2 separate regions of the Mus musculus genome follow, and region 2 is linked to region 1. Evidence: chromatin contacts called from public HiChIP or PLAC-seq data. All regions are on one chromosome and are shown on one strand. Each heading gives the region's core, a stretch centred on a gene start, on an enhancer-like site or on the middle of the called end of the contact. The rest is flanking DNA. Distances are from core to core; before and after follow the strand shown.

Region 1 (2,809 bases), core at 97-2,596:
TGTCCACACAGCAGCCAGTGAGTATGGGGTCGGCTGTGCCGCTGTGTCCACACAGCAGCCAGTGAGTATGGGGTAGTCGGGTGTGCCACTGTGTCCACACAGCAGCCAGTGAGTATGGGGTCGGGTTGTGCCGCTGTGTCCACACAGCAGCCAGTGAGTATGGGGTCGGGTGTGCCGCTGTGTCCACACAGCAGCCAGTGAGTATGGGGGTCGGGCTGTGCCGCTGTGCCTCGGTGGAGTTGCCATCTTATTTCCAGGGCGCTGCCAGGTCAGCAGTCATTTTGTTGCTGGTAAATTGACTCACTGGTGCTTTTCTTTCTAAAAGCTGTGGGCTTAGAGAGAGGTGTCGATTTTTCTTCTTGTTAGAACAACCCTTGGTTCTTCTTTCTGAAAATATTTGGAAACAAATACTTTGTTCCATGTCTGTTTTGAATTTTTTGTTTTAACTCCAGCATTCATTTAGTGTATTTCTAATCTTTTTCAGCGTTAAGTCCTGTTTCCAGAACATGGAGATCTGCAAGCGGAGGGTTCACATGTATGACACAGTGAGTCAGATCAAGAGTCCCTTCACTACACATGTCGCTCCAAATACAAGCACAAATCTAACCATGAGCTTCAGCAACCAGCTCAACACAGTGCACAATCAGGTACAGTGAGGGACTGTGGGAACTCGAGCCTAGGTGGGGCAGAGGCAGTAAGAGAGACCAGTCCTATGCTGCTATTTCTGTTGCTTCTTTAGCATTTTCTGTGTGAGGGCCTGGGCAAGATGGCTCATCAGGTAAAAGTCCTTGCCGTGCAAGCCTGGGGGCCTCAGTTTGATCATGAAAAGTCATGGTAGAAAACTTAATTTCCAAAAGTTGTCCTCAGACTGTAGAACACGCATGCCCACACTCACAGGTATCATGCATGTGTGATAATAATGCAGGCCAGTTTCGGGCTCAGTCTTCTCTGTTATGAAGAAAAGAATTGGCAAACATAATAAACGACCAAATAGATGTACCTGCCAGCCATATTCGGACAGTATTTAAATACATGTCCTTATAAGACTTAGTGTACATGGGCTCTGAATATTGAATTACTTGTTGCTGCTAGATTACTAAGCTTGATCAAGTAATTTACTCTTTTGCAATAGGATTTTATATGTACTCATATACATAAAATAAATAAACCTTTTAAAAAAGGTGGCATTATATTTGCTTGCTAATAAGAAAAGTCTCTCTAAAAATGTAAGCTCAGTTTTTTAGTTTGGTGTACTTTTTAAAAACCTGTAAGTGCTTATGAGTTTCAGTGGACTCTCCTATGAAGCATGCTGCTGACATAGCTGAGCTTTGTGTCATCACTTCCCAGACAGCACCAGCGTAACCATGTGTCACTCCTCATGTGCTGACTCACCTTCCCTTCATAGTACCACTCTCTGCTTGCTTATTTCTGGTTCTGGAGATGGAATCTAGGCAAACACTGTATTACCGTATTCCTGAGCTGTGTATCCCTAGCCCTGGAAAACTTAGAGAGTTATTTCAAAGATAACTAGTATTACATTTTAAAGTTTTGTTCTGGGCTGACAAGATGGCCCCATCATGAGGAAGGGTGCTTGCTGCCACGCCTCACACCCTGACTGTTACTCCCAGAACCCATATGGTAAGAAGCGAGCTCTGACCCTCCCTCAAGTCGTCCTTTGACATCATTTGCACATGGTGCAATAAACAAATAAATGCTTTAAAAAGATAAAAGGCTATAAAGCTGGATGTAGTGCTGTACACCTTATTCAGGCAGAGAGAAGTAGACATGTCTCTGAGGTCTCAGCCAGCCTGTCTAACATAATGAATTCTAGGCCTTCTAGAACTACATAGGAAGACCTTGTTTTAAAAAACAAAACAAAGTAAACAAACCTTTTGTTTTTAGTTTTTATTTTTTAAGACTAGGGATATAGCTCAGATGACAGTGCTTGCTAGCATGCATGGCCCAACATTATATCCTCTGCATTGCAAAAGCAAGTATGGTGGTACACCTTAAGTCCCATATCCAGATGATGAGACGGGAGGATCAAAAGTTCAAATGTCACTCTTGGATAGATAAGGAGTTTGGTGCCAGCCTGGACTACATGAGAGTCAGCCTCAAAAGTTTTTCTTTAAAAAAAAAATTTGAGAGCTAGGAGGGCAGGGTGTGTGAGTAATGGCACATGCCTTTAGTCCCAGCACTTGGAAAGGAAAAGACAGGGGGATCTCTGTGAGTTCAAGGCCAGCGTTGTCTACAAAGTGAGTTCTAGATCAGCCTTGGGTGCACAGACAAACCCTGTATGGAAAAACAAAACAATGAAGAAGATGTGCATATTGTGTACGTCCATCTTCTAATACCGTCTCTGTGTGATCTTGCTGTTTCAGGCCAGTGTTCTAGCTTCCAGCTCTACTGCAGCAGCAGCTACCCTTTCTCTGGCTAATTCAGATGTCTCGCTGCTAAACTACCAATCGGCTTTGTACCCATCGTCGGCAGCGCCAGTTCCTGGAGTTGCCCAGCAGGGTGTTTCCTTACAACCTGGAACCACCCAGATCTGCACTCAGACAGATCCATTCCAGCAAACATTTATAGTATGCCCACCTGCTTTTCAGAGTAAGTACAGAAACTCTTCCCTCTGTGGAATTAGACATTGGACTTACCTGCTCTAGAAGATCTAGTTGTTCAGTTCTGATCTTTGACAAGTTTAAACTCTGATGTAGATGACTGAAATTGGGAGCTGCCATATAGATTTTTTTCCCTTTTCATTGATTTTCTTGACCGAGTTGCTGTATAATGTGTTTGTTTCCATTGAAGG
Region 2 (2,809 bases), core at 147-2,646, 210 kb before region 1:
TTTGTATCTAAGTCAAACCTCACAAGGCCATGAATCTATTAAATATGGTATCTGGAAAGTGGGTTTCTTACATATTAAGTTCATATTCCCCAGGGATGTTTTAAAAAAAAAGAAAGAAAAAAAAAAAAAGGCTGAATCTAAAAAGTGAAAAAAGCAACCCTCCAAATATTTTACACTAAAGATCACCTAAAATTCCACTCCCTGAAGAAAGCATCAATGGGAATCAGAGAGGAAGAAAAGGTAAGGAGCAGCTCAATCAGACGATAGTAACAATCTGAGCCATGCAGATAAGGATTTCATTCTTGTCTTTATAAAAAAAAAAAAAAATTAAAAGACTGATAATTTGCAAAAGCAAAGCATTGTAGTAGTTCGTGTATGCTGCCTTGAGAAAGGTGACTTACAGCTCACTTCCTAGAACCTAAAACTGTGTTTATAATGACTTTGCACATCATTTTTTATAATTATGTTGAGATGTTATATAAGAACATGTGATATTACCAAACTTAAGGAAAGTTAACAATATTCTTTAAGGGAGTTTTTTGCAGGGAGTATGGTTTACAAACAAAAACTACTGTTGTTACCTTCTTCTGATACCATGATATAGCATCTCTCTCATTTGAGGCCATCTGTGTCTCCAGCCAGAGAAATGGGATCTCACTGAAAACGAAGGAAATATCTCGGTAAGTCCAGTTGTTTCAGGTCATTGTCCCGTTTGGGGGTATGGCTTAAAATCTGCTTCTCTCAGTCTCTCCATTAGCTAGCTGCTCTTACTCAGGGTGTTCGCCAGAAAGAGGTGGGGGGAGGGGGAAATAGGCGAAACAGCATCCGAGAAGCCTCTGCACCACCCAGCACAAGAATGGATGCGGGGACAGCAAGTACCCGAGCTGGCCTCCCGCGCCCTCTGCCTCCCCGCGGCCGGCTCACCTGGTGCCCGCTGCCAGGCAGGCTGCCGGCCGGGCCCCCGCTGCTCAGTGACCCCCGCCGGACCGAGAGGCCGGGGGCGAGGCGGCGGGCCCGGCAGGCCGCATCTTCCCCCAGAGGCCCGGCCGTCCGCCTGGCCGTTACCATGGAGACCGCGGCGGCCAGCCCTGCCCCGGAGGCAGCCCAGCGTCCTGCGCCGGGAGGAGCGCAGCCTGCAGCCACAGACGCCCGACCTAGGCGGCCACAGAACAGGCCATGGGAGAAGCCAGGAGCCAACTGGGGAATGAGCAGAAGGAAGCGGGAAGGGTGCCTTCGCCAGCCACCTCGGCACCCGCAAGGGCTGGGTGCCCGGCTGGAAGCCAGCAGACGGCCCCGGGCCGGAGCAACGGCGCGCGTCCTCCGTGAGGGACGGGCCGCAGCTCCACAAGCTCTCGATGCGATCGGCCGCTTCCGCCTTCCGGCTCCGCCCCCGGCCGCCTTCCCGCCGCTCTGGCTGCCCGGAGGAAGAAGCCGACAGCCGCCTCGCGTGTAACCCTCGACGCTTAACGGAAAGTCACCTCAGAAACGACCCTCCCAGTACCCGTCGGTCCCCGGGAGGCTGGTCCCGATGTTCCAGAGGTTCCTGTGCGGGTCTGTAGCATTTAGCGTGGTGTTTACTTCATGTCCTTGTCTCCTTTGGGGGGACGAGACTAGTGCAGGGCACGAGCCTTCGCTCGAGTTCTCCGTTCTTGTTGGATGGACAAATGTTGGTGAATTTGCGCGGCCTGGAACGCGGACAGGCTGCCTGTGGCCCAGTGGTTCCTCCTTCGGCTCTCGGCAGCTCTGGGACAAAGGCTTTCTGCTGCCCACACAACACTAAGGGGATGCACAGGGCTCGGACTGCACTGGGACTTCCCCCAAATCGGAGAAAATGGCTGTTTATAGTGATTTAAAGAGAGGTCCAGAGAAAGGGCAACTGCACTCTAATGTAAATATAAATATGTATACCCACAGGGTTTCTAAGCTGTTCTTGTCTCTACACATTTGTGTGCACCTTAGTGGTTTGTTTCCAGGGGCCACTGTCTTGAACTTATTAAAAGCTAAGTCCTTTCTTGCCCTAGGCACTAAGCATTTAGTTGATGTAAGGCTAAAAATGGGTAATAGTTACCACTTAGGCAGTCTCCAGCCATTAAAACAGCATCAAATGAAAGTTATCCATACTGTGAAACGACTAAAATGTTAACACCCATAGGAATTATTTTTAAAAATTGCCTCACCCATTGGCAGTGATCCCCACTGTATACCCCTTAACTGTTCAGGGTTAAATAAAAAGCTGTTGAGCCTTAACAGCCCCTTCAGTGCTGCTGGACAGTGGAGCTCAAGGCAACAACCAACTCATTTTGGTAAATGACCTCAAAAAATTACTGTTAAGACCTAAATTTAACACTAATAACAAAAGCATTTGGCTTCATTGCCAAACACACGAGAGGTTTTCTGGGCTGTGGCTGTACTTTGAGGAATAGAATTGGTGGTACAGCTGCAAATTATTTTTCAGGAACCCTGGTAAAAATTTTCAGTGTTTTATTAGGATGCTGCTGTGTAAGGCCAAGCTTTGAACCCCCCAAAAAACATTCAGGCCCCAGCTCCCAGTAATGAACTGTCATTTTAGGAAATTGACTTAACAAGTCTGTTTTCTCACCAGTGTTGTGGAGATAATTAACCCCCTCCTATCTATGAGAACTGATGAAATACTGAGACCCTTCTAAGACCTAAATGCTGTCAGGACAGGCACTTCAACTACAGAGTTCACACAAAACTTAATGAGGAAAGGGATTCTCTTGTCTCCCATACTCCATCCACATCTGAAAAGTAAGCATCTTCATTATTATGCCATGCATCGTCACAAGCC

Evidence for each region. HiChIP or PLAC-seq counts read pairs in DNA pulled down with a chosen protein or histone mark.
Region 2: a FOXA1 HiChIP or PLAC-seq map of pancreatic cancer cells shows a contact between it and region 1. The contact joins the promoter of Phtf1os here to the enhancer-like site in region 1. A contact is called at or near these places in 6 of 39 promoter capture datasets (the 3T3-L1 cell line, the C10 cell line, embryonic stem cells and 3 more), 1 of 15 datasets of contacts at CTCF or cohesin (CD8 T cells), 3 of 484 Hi-C or Micro-C datasets (embryonic stem cells, granulocytes and myeloid progenitors), 6 of 115 datasets of contacts at active chromatin or transcription factors (CD8 T cells, the SCID.adh cell line, effector CD8 T cells and 3 more) and 3 of 9 other capture datasets (adipose tissue, liver and macrophages).

What each region holds. Positions count from the first base shown.
Region 1 is chr3:103,758,333-103,761,141 of GRCm38.p6, reverse strand. It overlaps Hipk1 (homeodomain interacting protein kinase 1), which reads left to right. Exons shown (of 16, transcript NM_010432.2): 7 at 485-647; 8 at 2,382-2,607. Among named protein-coding and RNA genes, the nearest start is that of Gm15886, 12 kb to the left of the region's middle. Within about 2 kb of position 1,346, at least 54 of the 459 cell types and tissues checked have an H3K27ac peak or open chromatin away from gene starts, as enhancers often do. A contact at or near this core is called in pancreatic cancer cells, where this site is marked.
Region 2 is chr3:103,966,903-103,969,711 of GRCm38.p6, reverse strand. Phtf1os (putative homeodomain transcription factor 1, opposite strand) reads left to right here and starts at 1,396. Exons shown (of 1, transcript NR_030676.1): 1 at 1,396-2,809. Phtf1 (putative homeodomain transcription factor 1) reads right to left here and starts at 1,454. Exons shown (of 19, transcript NM_013629.2): 1 at 925-1,454; 2 at 582-657. The coding sequence starts at 626.